Linked DNA regions of Capsicum annuum: region 2 is linked to region 1. A link is a contact called in public Hi-C data. All regions are on one chromosome and are shown on one strand. Each heading gives the region's core, a stretch centred on a gene start, on an enhancer-like site or on the middle of the called end of the contact. The rest is flanking DNA. Distances are from core to core; before and after follow the strand shown.

Region 1 (6,689 bases), core at 3,483-5,982:
AGCTAATTAAGTCTTGCCTCTAAGACAATCTTTGTAGAACATCTCATAATTGAAAAGATAACGTGGTAGAGTTAACTCTTGCCCGTGGGGCATAATTTGTAGTTTGAAAGTCCTTGAGTCAAGTCTTGCCTCTAAGGCAAGAGTTGTAGAACGTCTCATAAATGAAAACATAATGTGGTAGTGTCAACTCTTGCCCGCGGGACATAATTTGCTGTTTGAAAATCCTTGAGCTAAGTCTTGCATCTAAGGCAATAGTTGTAGAACATCTCATAAATGAAAATATAACGTGGTAGAGTCAACTCTTCCCCGTGGGGCATAATTTGTTGTTTGGAAATCCTTGAGCTAAGTTTTGCCTCTAAGGTAATAGTTGTAGAACATTTCATAAATGAAAACAAACGTGGTAGAGTCAACTCTTGCCCGTGAGGCATAATTTGGTGTTTGAAAGCCCCCAAGCTAAGTCTTGCCTCTTAGACAATAGTTATGGAACATCTCATAAATCAAAATACAATGTGGTAGTGTCGACTCTTGTCCATAAAACATAACTTGTTGTTTGAAAATCCTTGAGCTAAGTCTTGCCTCTAAGGCAATAGTTGTAGAACATCTCATAAATAAAAATATAACGTGGTAGAGTCAACTCTTGCCCATGGGGTATAATTTGTTATTTGAAAGTCCCTAAGCTAAGTCTTTCCTCTAATGTAAGAGTTATAAATCATCTCATAAATCAAAATACAATGTGGTAGTGTCGACTCTTGCCCGTGAAACATAACTTGTTGTTTAAAAGGTATAAGTCTTGCCTCTACAATGTAGTAGTGTCAATTTTTGCTCATGAAATGTAGCTTATTGTTCGAAAGTCGTAGGTCTTGCCTTTATAATGTGATAGTGTCAATTCTTGCTCATGAGATGTAACTTGAATGGAAGAAATCGAAGAAAAGAACAAAAATAATAAAAATTACGGAAAAAGAAGAAAAATATTAAAAAATAAAAATCAAAGAAAATGTAGAAGTTGAGAGAAAATAGGAAAAAATAAAGGTTGATAAAAAAAAATTAAATAAAAATAAAGGTCGAGAAAAATTTAAAAAGAAAAAAATTAAAGAAAAATATTTTTTTTTTTTTATAAAAGTAGACGTTGAAAGATGTAAAAAAAAAGTAAGGGTTGAGAAAAACTAAAAAGAACAAAAAAAAGAGGAAAGGAAAAATAAAAAATAAAAAAAATATAAAATAAAAAAGAAAGAAGTTGAGAGGAAAAAGGGAAAAAAGTAAAGGTTGAGAAAAATAAAAACAAAAAGAGAAAAGAAAAAAGAAAAATTAAAATAAATTAAAAAGAGAAAAAAAATAAAAGTTGAAAAATATAAATATGGAGTTGTTATCCATCATGAGGATCATTTATATAATTTACTTCATTGATCAGGGGCAATTTTGTTTAAAAAAATATTAGTTAATAGGTAAAGGCTATTTTTTTTATTTGGGGCTAAAATTTGAAAGTCACTCCAATTTAGGTCTATTTTTTAGATTCACCTCATTGCTTTAGGCTTCAACACATTCAAGGCCCCAAAATAATAATTACTCCCACGTATTATTCCATCTTATATTATACTTTTTCCATCTTAAATTATTTATTGTATTTTGTTTATACGTTTAAATTATTTATTAATATATTACGAAATAAGTTTAAAGCCTCTTTTTATGGTTTGGCTTTAGGCCATCATTCTGGTTTAGCCGCCTCTGTTGTTCTCACATACAGTTGATCATACATTATTTTCTGCCTTAAAAACCCATATATACATAATTACATATACAGTTGGTCGCACATATACATATAGTTACAATCAGATATTGTATGTAAATGTTATGATTTTCAGTTAGGATGAAATACTATATATGCGTGAATACATGTATTTTGCTACGTTTTGAAATCAAAGTGTTGCTACGTTTTGAAATATAGAAAAAACTCTTCTTCTTCTTTTTTTTTTTTGCAAAAACCAAATGCTAATAGAACTATTTTACAAAATTTTCCAAAGAAAATCATTACTAGGTCCTTCTTTGGCAATTTTATGTGTCATTGGACTCATTCTATAGCCATGGCCCATGTTTTTGTAGCCCAAGAAGGGGACAAATGGGCCTACATATTACCCATTTGAAGACAATCCATTGTCCAAAATTCTTGCATCTCATTGACAATGGACCCCTTACTCCACCATCCTTCTTGTACTCTTGTTTCAATTGTGTTTATTTATTAAAGTTTTCCCACCACAAAAGGAAAATTAATTTAAAAATGATAAAAAGGATGTTTGGTCTCATCCCTCTTTAAAATTTCAAATGTAAAAATGGGTAGAAAACAAATGGCAAAAGATAAGATGATGGTAGTAGACACACGCTTCTTTCAAGTGTTTTTTTTTTTTTAATTTGATTCATATATTTTTAGAATATATAAATTTATTTGCAAAGGTAGACATACCATATATTGAAAGTGGTATAAAACTAATATCATAAGGGGTGTTGTTTGGTAGCTGGTTAGCACTATGCAGATACTAGTAAGCAGTAACATATGGATTAGTTATAAAAGAATTTATGTCTTATTTTATACGGATATTAATTTTGCAATTTAATTATTCATGTATTACTTATTTTACATTCTATCTTGCATAAAATAATATATAGATTCCCTCATAACTCTTACATATTTTAGTTATGCAGTTTCTATATACCAATCAAACACCGTATTAATTCTATACATGTATACTTACCTTCTAACACCTACCAAATATGATATTATTTATGCAAAATTTAACAATGGCATAATTCTATCTCCAAACCAACAACCAAACAACCCTTAAATGTAGTATAACTAATTACATGACTGCTAATCTCGTAATAAAAAAATTCAAACAAACACAATATAAAACAATCCCACAGTGTTTAATTTCCGAGGGGATTAATCAAGACAGTAATTTACAAAAAAAAAAAAAGAATAACAAGTAAACAATGATTTCTACATATTATTGTTCTTTCAAATGCTTATATGTTAGGAGCATGTTGAAAAAGACAGATGAATGGTTCATGGCTTCATGCTATGTGATAGAAGTGTGTGCCTGATATTATATGTTTGTTAATATGCTTAAAATTTTGAGAAAGATTATATGCTAGCTATAATGTTCGAAATCGAATCGATTGATACTATTTAAAATCGAACTAAATCTCCTCATAAAACACCATTTCTCTTCAAACCTTTATTTTGATAAAATGGATAGTTTATTAGAAAAGAAGAAAAAAAGTGTAAAATGCAAGTATTCTTATGGAGAATAAGGATATTTTTTTTAATGAAACTTTTGAGTATTAAAGATTGATAATACTAATAAGAATAATAATCGGACTGATATTGAGCAAAAAGTTAAGATAATTCAGAATGAAAATATTTTTATACTTTTAAGAAAAATATTTTCCTTCGTAATAAACAGTCCAAATTAATTATAAATTTATTATTCTGAATTGGTAGTAAAAGTTACTAAGTACTATTTTCAATCTAGATGTAAACTTAAGCTGTTGATGTTACGTCATGATGATAAAAAGTTTCCAACTTAATTTTTTTCTTTAGGTTTATAGCAAGATATGGTGTCTGATATTTATATTGAATTTCGATTAATTTTATATTTATATATTGCAAGATTTATTTCTAACTAGGAGCACGTTTTCAATTAGATTTTTTTTATTTTCATCACTCGAACCCATGATCTTTTATACCAAACTAATGTAACTAATTCTATATTTTCTAAAGTTATGAATAATCATGTATATAATAGAATCTTTATACCACTCACAATCAACAATGACCTTTTTTTTGTTGACTTTTACGAAGATAAAATTCAACTTTTGTTGCAATTTATTTCTGGTCCCTTAGGGGTAATTATTAATTGTTCTTAATTATGTAAATTGGGACCACAGTAAATGTAGATAAGTTTATGCAGAAAATAATTAAAAAAGCATCCTCAAACCACTAATTTAAAGTTAATAAAAGGAAAATGAAAGGAGGGTCGATAAATCTCCATATGAAGATTAAAAAAAATGGATTTAATGTTAAATGTATTTGTACGGTGAACAAAGTAACTCAATATTTGTATTTGTAGCGATAAATCAAGAATTTCCCTAAGAATTTAAGATTTAATATATAAGAAGTATAATTTAATTTCTACATCACGGTAATATAACTATTAAACGAAAGGTGTTCAACTTTTAATTTCTACATCACGGTAATATAACTATTAAACGAAAGGTGTTCAACTGACCATTCTTCCGTTTATGTCTTGTGACTTCACTACTGTTTGTGATGGTTAAAAATAACAGATATTTGAACAATGATATAATCGAAATATGCGTAACTTAGTATAAAATAAATGATTAATGTGTACTTTTAATTGGACTTACATGAATGGTTTAAGATACCAGCATTGATGTTTCTTTGCTATTCATCAGATCCCCAAGCTATTAGTAGCTCCAAAAGGAGGAGTCCAAAGGGATAGCATGATCCAAATTCAATTTTTTCTTGTTTATTGAAGTAAAAGATGATGTTGTTCAGATACTTCAAACATTCTGTCGATTACATGTTGGATCCTTCAAGAAATAGTGTATTTTTAACAGATTTGACTGATACATTTGTGACAACATACATTCTGCAGAGTTCGAGCAACATAACAAACAGAAAGTTATGTTGCTCAAACTCTCACAAAAGACATTGTTGTATCCATATTGAATCTTTCCGAAATACCTTATTTTCGAGGAGTTTGACATGTACCTATCGATATTTTTGAAGAGTCCAAACAACAAAGAGACCGGATCAATGCGATCCCTTTGGATGCCTCCTTAAGTTGCTTTAAAAATCAAGAAAACTAATCTTGATATGTTCTTCAAAGTTCAAAAATTTTGAAAGAGAAAAGAGGGGAGAGTGGAAAAAATTTGGGGTTGGAGACATAAGAAAGTGGCCAAAGTGAGTTAATATATATAAAGAAAAAAAAAATAAGTGCTTTAGCAACATTGAATTATATGCTAAAAATTAGTCTACTTTCACTTATTTTATAGTCTTTTAGATTTTTTATTTTTTGGCAAATCATGAGAAGAATTTTCTTGCCTCCCCTCAAAGGTAATTCTTTTTTAAATCGGTAGACCCCAGTCCTTAACAGACTAAACAGCCACATGGGAGCAAGGTTTTACAATAGTGGGTCACCATCCCTTCCAAGTCAATTATTTATTTTGTCACTAATGATTGTGGTGGCTGAGGTGGTTAGTACACGCCATTTAATCTTCAATCAGAAATTTCAAATTGAAGCTTGATTAAAATAGAATAGTGTTTTGTTGAAAGTATTATAACCCTCGAAATGTTTGTTAGGATGTGAATTCATATTAGTTGAATTAAAAATGAATAATATATCACATTGAATGAGAAATTAAAAAAAAATATTTATTTTGTCACTAATGATTGTGGCGGGATGGTTAGTGTCCTTAGTGTATAATCATAGTTTTGAATTGAGCTCTGATTAGAATAGTCATTTTTCAGTTGATAGTTCTTTAAATTCCAAATTAAAGTGTTTTTCAGCATGAACTCGAAATTAGTCGAATTATAAATCGATATTGGATATCAAGTGAGAAACCAAAAAAACTATTCATATTGTCACTTATAGTTATTGCGGGATGATTAGTATTTCTTCTTCATTAGTCAGACTTGTGTTCGAATTTCAATCAAAATTGAGTTATTTTTGTCGAAAACTCTTTAACCCTCAAAGTACTTCTCAACGCGAATTCAGATATTTAGTTGGAGTGAAAGTGAACAGCGTTCACCGAGAGAGAAACGAAAAAAAATATATTTATTTTGTAACTAATAATTGTAGTGGGATGATAACCACCCTTCGCCCTTAATCAGAAATTTCAAGTTTAAGCTTTATCATTTCAAAGTACTTCTCTGAATTATTCAGACTGAAAACAGGTAGCAGACACCAAGTTGAAAATAAAAAATATTATTTATTTCCTTAAATTGCAAATCCTTGAAATTTCCATATACTATGCTTATTTCTTAAGGAATATGAATCCTTTCTCTTTATTTACGTAACTAATCACATGATTGCAAATCATAAAGAATTGGGTTAATTTAAACTAAAGAAAAGAGGCATCGTAATGATGTTATCATATAATTGAGTCAGAAACACATGTAATGATGATACTGATAGATCTGACCATATGGCTGATAATTCATTAAGCTGCTAATTAATACTATTCAACATTTGGTCAAGGATTTCATGACATAATGTTGCTTGATCTCTAGGGTCTATTCGAAATAATTTTTCTATTCTCATGCGGTAATAGTAAGATTATGTACATCTGTAATCTCATTGAATATGTTCTAATTGTCATGGTCGTCTATCTAAAAAGTATTTTTATCCTTATGCGGTAATAGTAAGATTATGTACATCTGTAATCTCACTGAATATGTTCTAATTGTCATGGTCGTCTATCTAAAAAATATTTTTATCCTCATGCGGTAATAGTAAGATTGTGTACATCTGCGGCTCCTTGTTTAGATCTCGCGAATGAAATCTCAATGAATGTGTTCTTTTTGTCATCATCGTCTAATGTATATGTTGCGATTTAATGGTATAGCTCGAATGTTACTTAACTTATTTTTTTATTTATTAATCTAACAAAGC
Region 2 (6,984 bases), core at 2,025-4,524, 87 kb after region 1:
TATGTGTATATATCTTTTGTGGTAGTATATATTGAACGTATACATGTGTATATGTTTTATAAATTAGTATATAACTATATATAGTGTGTGTGTGTGTGTGTATATATTGTAGTATATATATTGTAGTATATTTTATTTAAAATAGTATGTATATATTGAATGGTACATATATATGTGTACTAGTTTAATATACGTGCTTTGCACGTGTGTCAAATAATTTAAAAGTTTATTTCTATTACATATTATAAGTATTACACAGAGGAAAGTGACCAAAGTAATAAAAAAATTTATTGGAGAAAGAAATCAACTTAAAAAAAAAAAAAACTCTATGTAAGGTGAGAAATCAACTTTTTCTTAATTATAAGGAATTGACTTAGATTATGACCATCTTATATGCATAATAATAAAATTTATTATTATTATTATTATTATTATTATTATTATTTAAACGACTATAACATATCTCCTTATATGAAGATTTTACTCTAAAATTTATCATCAATTCAACTCACTAAGATTATTCAATTATTCAAAACAGGTGTTTACAAAAAAATTGTCAAAGTTAACCTAACTTATCAATTTAAAGCTTTAAAGCAAAGAAACACGAACTTACATACTCTTGACTGATCTAAGAAGCTTCAACTCCAATACTCTACATCTATTTTAAATAAAATAACAAACAATTCAGTATCAAAATAAATCAAATTACAAAACACAACAATACAAATATAATTCAATTTCACAAGTGGAGTCTGTAATACTTATAATGGTCCTTAGTTTATGAGATATAGAGATGTTATGTTGATGTATCTTACCTAGATAACTCAATAGGAATCATCTTCGAATTATATTTACAAATTCATAAGTCTCAAATCAATAATGGTGGTGTGAAATGATTGAGGTCTCTTAACCCTTAATCAAATGCTTGTAATTCTTCAACTTCATGTCTTCAACGCAACAAAAGGATTTCTTATACACAACACTGATTGAACAAAAAAAGACATCTGAAAATCAATTTACCTTTAAAATTGTGTTCATCAATCATGTTGATATTATCATCATCATCTGTCTTCAAGATACCTATAAAACAGATGCAAAATAAATCAAACATTATAATATAATTTTTGAAAGAAAAAACATTCTAAATCAAACAATCAAGAACCTAAAACCAAAAATAAAATATGTTCAACAAAAGCACGTAATAGATATACATGGACTTAGAATTGTAGATGAAATAAAATTGAACATATTGAACGCATGAATTTTTTAATCAACTTTTTATTTTTATTTTCAAGTTTAGATAGTATCTTTTATGGTAATTTTTGTTTAATTTTTTTACCACATATTTTAGGACTCTTTAATTATTACCTCCAAATATTTTTATCTTATGACATATTTTAATATTTAATTTTTAAAATATAATTTTATGGATTATATAAGGAAAATTCTCTAAATTTTTTTTATTGTTTACCTTTCTTGTTTTCTTTTTATTCCTTTTATGTGTGATTCTTTTATCCTTCTCCTTGTTTGACTTCTTCTTTCTTTCCTTTTTATTTGCATGATTTGCCTTTCTTGTTATTCGAATTATTATTTCTTTTCCTTATAATTTTAGTTAATTTCAAATTGTTAGATATAAAATAAAAGTAAAAAGACAATTTTGTCTAAAGTAGAAATTTTTAATGAAGAGCAAAAAGTTCAAATGACTTTTCTAAGGGTCTTCCCATTTTTAATATATTATAGATATATCTTCTATGGTAGTATATATTAAACGTATACATGTGTATATGTTTTATAAATTAGTATATAACTATATATAAAGTAGTATGTATACATTGTAGTATATATTGTAGTATATTTTATTTAAAATAGTATGTATATATTGAATGATATGTATATATATGTATATATCTTCTATGGTAGTATATATTAAATGTATCCATGTATATATGTTTTATAAATTAGTATATAACTATATATTCAAAGTAATATCTATATATTGTAGTATATTTTATTTAAAATATTATGTATATATTGAATGGTACGTATATATATGTATATATCTTCTATGGTAGTATATATTAAACGTATACATGTGTATATGTTTTATAAATTAGTATATAACTATATATAGATAGTGTGTGTATATATTGTAGTATATATATTGTAGTATATTTTATTTAAAATAGTATGTATATATTGAATGGTACGTATATATGTGTATATATCTTCTATGGTAGTATATATTACATGTGTAATTGTGTATATGTATTATGTGTATATATTTTTAAAATAGTAATGTAGTATATATATATATATATATATATATATATATATATATATATATAGTGTGTATATCTATTGTTTAACGTATTTAAAATGTATATAGGTGGGTATATATAGTGTATATTGGAGAATTTTTTATTTAATTTTTTGGTTTTTGACTGCTTTTGACCGGGTTGGGTTAAGTGGGCCGGTTCAGGGTTGTTTAAAAAAAATTTACTGTTGAGCCCGAAACCTGACCAGCCCGTTTAACTAAGCCCGAATCCGGACCGGCCCATTAACCGGATAAAATTCATAGGCCGGTTCCGGGTTGACCCGGCCCAACCCACTTAACACCCTTATGTCGAAGTGCATAAAATGAAATAATGGACATAAGATTATAGGGTTGGCAATGGGGTGGTGCAAGTGCGGGTCTTTTCTTAGACCACAAATTTAAGAATCACCTCGTCTTGCATAACCTTTTAACCCACATAAACCCTCCCCATATGATAAGAACCAAATTTTAACTTGTTTATTTATTACCAAATACTGAAGGAGGTAAAAAATATGAAAAATTAAGTCTAAAGGGTCATAGTACCTAGTTTAATTTCACAGTGATCGGAGTTTCGATAATTTAATTTTGGTGAACAACTCAAGAAAGCATATCGAAATCAATAAAAAAAATATATACGGTAATAGAGAAATCATGCAGAAACTAATAGAGAATAAACTCGCAACATAATTTAAATGTATAAGTGATAATTTTAGGAAAATTCAGACATGTTTTTATGTCTTGTCCAAAAATTAACCTCACAACATCGTTAATTACTTTGTATATTTGCAATAATAATATACAAAAGAGAACAAACCAAAGCTATTGGCACTGACAACTCCACGATTTTTCTCTTGTTGTGCCAACAACCTCAGAGAAATTTGAGTGTGTTTGTGAGAATGTCTTTAATTAGCTATTTCTTGGTCAGACATAAATACAATGGCCCAACAATGTATATTCACCTCAACATTGATTAAAGCTATTAACTTTCAACTTGACAATAGGATGGTGTGGTGGGACTAAATGTGTCCTTTTGCACTAATTTAATTGTCCTTTGGTGAACAACTTCCTAATTGTGTCCATGTGACTTTGAGAGAAGTTTCCCCATAAAGGTAGGGTAACGTTCACGTATATTGTACTCTCTTCAGTTCTTACTTATGAAATTACATACACTGAATATGTTGTTATGGTTGTGACTTTGAAAAGATTCCCCCTAAAGGTAGGGTAACGTTCACGAATATTGTACTCTCTTCAATTATTACGTATGAAATTATGTACACTGAATATGTTGTTATAGTCGTAACTTTGAAAAGTTTCCCTCTAAAGGTAGGGCAACGTTCACGTACTTGTGCTCTTTTCAATTCTTACTTGTGAAATTACGTACGTTGAATATATTGTTGTTGTAACTTTGAAATGTTCATTTGCAAATATAAGTTTTTGAACAAGATTGTGATAGAAAAGGAGGTCGATTTTTATATCTCACCCTTGATATCTACGATTGGTTGAAGGTATTTTGAAGGATAGATCGAGATCAGATCAGAATAAATTCATCTCTGGTAGCAAAAGGGCTTCTTTGATCAAGCCCTCTTTTTTTTTTTAATTTGAAATCACGATTTTATTATAACCCTAAATTAAAGACTATTGAAATGGTTAATTGAAGGCAAACTACAACAAATTAAACCTATCACATTGAAAAAGTAGGTCATTGGACATTTGGGCTATCTTTTTTTTTTTTTAATTTTAGAGACACAAAGTCCGGGAATTTATTTTTTTTCAAATAATAAGGTGATGGATCAATCATGTAATCAAATGAAATTGGAACATATTTCCCATCTCTTCTCGAGTCTTTACAATCCAGGCACAACAACGCAATTATCAGGGGCATGCTTTATTAATGTCAATGTTCAATGGATTTGAATTTCCTAACACTAAGTTGTTATCAAAATTAATTTTGTGCCATTTCAACAACCATTTAATAGGGGAGAAATAAAGTTTTAAAGCCAAGATGACCCAATTGCTGACTGCACATGCACAATTGATGTTACAAATGTGGTCCTTCAATGTGTTGATCACATGCTTTGGGGGAATTTTTTTTATATAAAGGATCAGATCGAATTTAATATATACTCCTACAAAAAATTGACGTTTTTTTTTATATTTGAAAATTTTTAAATTTAAAATTTTTTATTCCTAATGATTTTCTAGCTATAGGCATATAAGATTTTTACCTAGAGATGCAGAATTATAAGTTTTTTACATGTCAGCGGTATGTTTTTACCATAATTGTATATATCTTGTTGGAAAAAAAATTACTAACAACAACATATTTCGTGAAATTCCACAAATAGAGTTTGGGAAGGATATGTACACAGACCTTATTATCACTACCTCATAGAGGTACGGAGGTTATTTTTGAAAATATTCTTAGCTCAAACGTAGCAATTTCAAGTATAAAGAAGAAGAGAATAGTGAAGGAAACATAATATATATAATCAACGAGGTAAGCAGTACTACAAAGCCTACAAGAAAAGAATAAGAACAACAAAAAGATGATACAATAATTGAAACACAATAAACACCATGAAAAGCAAGAACTATAAAAATACGATTAGTACAATGTAACGACAAATACCAACTAGCCTACACCCTCGAAAAACAAGACAATACTTCACTACCTAATAACTTTCTTAATACGTGTCCTCCACACCCTCTTATTCAAGATCATATACTCGATAATTTGATTGTTCCATTAAAGTGGATTAATTTTGCATTTAAGTAAAAGTCCATAGAAAATAAGAGTTGTTCTTTCTCTCAGTAGAGAAGAACTGATTTTTTAGGTCACTTACAATCTTTCTTTTAATTTTATGTTTCTTTTTACAAAAGATCATATTTTTATGTACATGCCACTTACAATTTTTCTTTTAGTTTCATGTTTCTTTTTACAACAAAATCTTCATTTTTATGTATAAAAAATTTAAAAATATTATTTTCTTTTATTCATTTTATATATATAAGTAGCCAACAGATTTTAATTCCTCCCAACGCACTGATTATTTTTACCTGCACAATTTTTTTAAAGATTTGTGGTCCAATATACACATAAAAACATCCAGTTCAGCTAAAGTGGTAACAGGCCTAAAGAGTTGTGTCCACTAAATATTAATTCCATATATAGGACTTAATGAACTTGTACAGTCCATTAATTACTTTCTGAATGAACTGAATAAATAACATATGATATCAACAGGTATTTTCTTCAGAATATTCCAACATTTAGTCTTATATATAGTTGGCATTTGTTCTGTATCTTTATATGTTTTGATAGAAAAAGTTATTGAACCTTATATTAGTAATTATGTGTGTTCAAAACCATATAACAGTAAATCAAAATCTATTTTATAATCAAGAGAACAAAACGATCGTTTTAATAAAAATGTAGAATTCAGTAATTAAAAACCGAGGCAATGCATGCCTCTATATCCCAAGTCGAGCAAGCAACGATGATTAGGGGTGTTCATGGTTCGATATATTTAGATCAATTTTTAATTAAAATCAAAATCAAATCAATTTAATTAATTTTTAAAATTTTAAAATCAAACCAAACCAAATAAAATAAAAATCATCGATTTGGTTATTATCGATTTTGGTTTGGTTTGATTTGATTTTTCAATTTTTAACTAGCTAATAATAAATTGATAATGATAAAATAATGGAAACATGAGCTAACTATTTCAATTGAACAATAAGATAGAGTCAACAAATTTCTATTTATTATTGCAATATGAATATATATGAATCTTTTAGAATGTTTTAATACTATTCCAATGTTACATGCTTAAGTCGCATAACTATAGTGGTTTACTTTATATCACATGTCAAACATCTACAAAACTAAGATACAACTTTAAATAGAATTATTAGCCCTACAAAAATCAAAGGGACAAGAAATTAAAGAATAGATGGATGTCTTACCAAAGAAAATTAAAGATGGATAATATACCACACAACTTATAGAATAGAGTTGGATTTGGACACATTCTTTTAACAAATGAAACTTAGAACTCATTCTTTTAACAAATGAAACTTAAAAGCCTTATAGTACATGTGAAAGAAGTAGACTAAAAACTCATTCTTTAAACAAATGAAACTTAAAAGCCTTATAGTACATGTGAAAGAAGTAGACTAAAAACAAATGAATGATTAAAAGATATAAAATATTTATAATTACTTATGAAAAATTAATACCACAAACTCAAATAATTATAAAATTTATTTATATAACTTATTGATTCGGTTTGGTTATGTATTCGCTTCTTTTTTATAAAATCATTACCAAATTAAATATTGTCGTTTTTTAAAATTTAAAATCAAACTAAACTAAATTTTGAATCTTTTAATCAGTTTGGTTGGATTACTGGTCGATTTGATTTTCAACCAAACCATGAACACCCCTAACGACGATGCAAAATTTGTGTTCTTCTTAATCCTTTGAGAGCTAGAATTAATGTTTCCACATATAAACACAACATATTTCTTCTCTTTAAATCAATGAAAGACAAAATTATCGTGCAAAAGAAAAATCGTTCAATTTTTTTTTTCCCTCTATGTTTGGTATCAACTTAAACTTAATAGCTTCAACTTAAACTTCTTAGCTTATTCTAACCGGAGGGATA

The links. Hi-C and Micro-C count contacts between places; a contact is called where the count stands out from the background.
Region 2: a Hi-C map of leaf shows a contact between it and region 1, with 4 times the contacts expected there. The contact joins two enhancer-like sites. A contact is called at or near these places in 4 of 5 Hi-C or Micro-C datasets (bud, leaf and placenta).

Annotation. Positions count from the first base shown.
Region 1 is chr5:208,910,844-208,917,532 of UCD10Xv1.1, forward strand. No RefSeq gene overlaps it. Among protein-coding and RNA genes, the nearest start is that of LOC107871155, 100 kb to the right of the region's middle. Within about 2 kb of position 4,733, at least 3 of the 5 cell types and tissues checked have an H3K27ac peak or open chromatin away from gene starts, as enhancers often do. A contact at or near this core is called in leaf, where this site is marked.
Region 2 is chr5:208,999,642-209,006,625 of UCD10Xv1.1, forward strand. No RefSeq gene overlaps it. Among protein-coding and RNA genes, the nearest start is that of LOC107871155, 13 kb to the right of the region's middle. Within about 2 kb of position 3,275, at least 3 of the 5 cell types and tissues checked have an H3K27ac peak or open chromatin away from gene starts, as enhancers often do. A contact at or near this core is called in leaf, where this site is marked.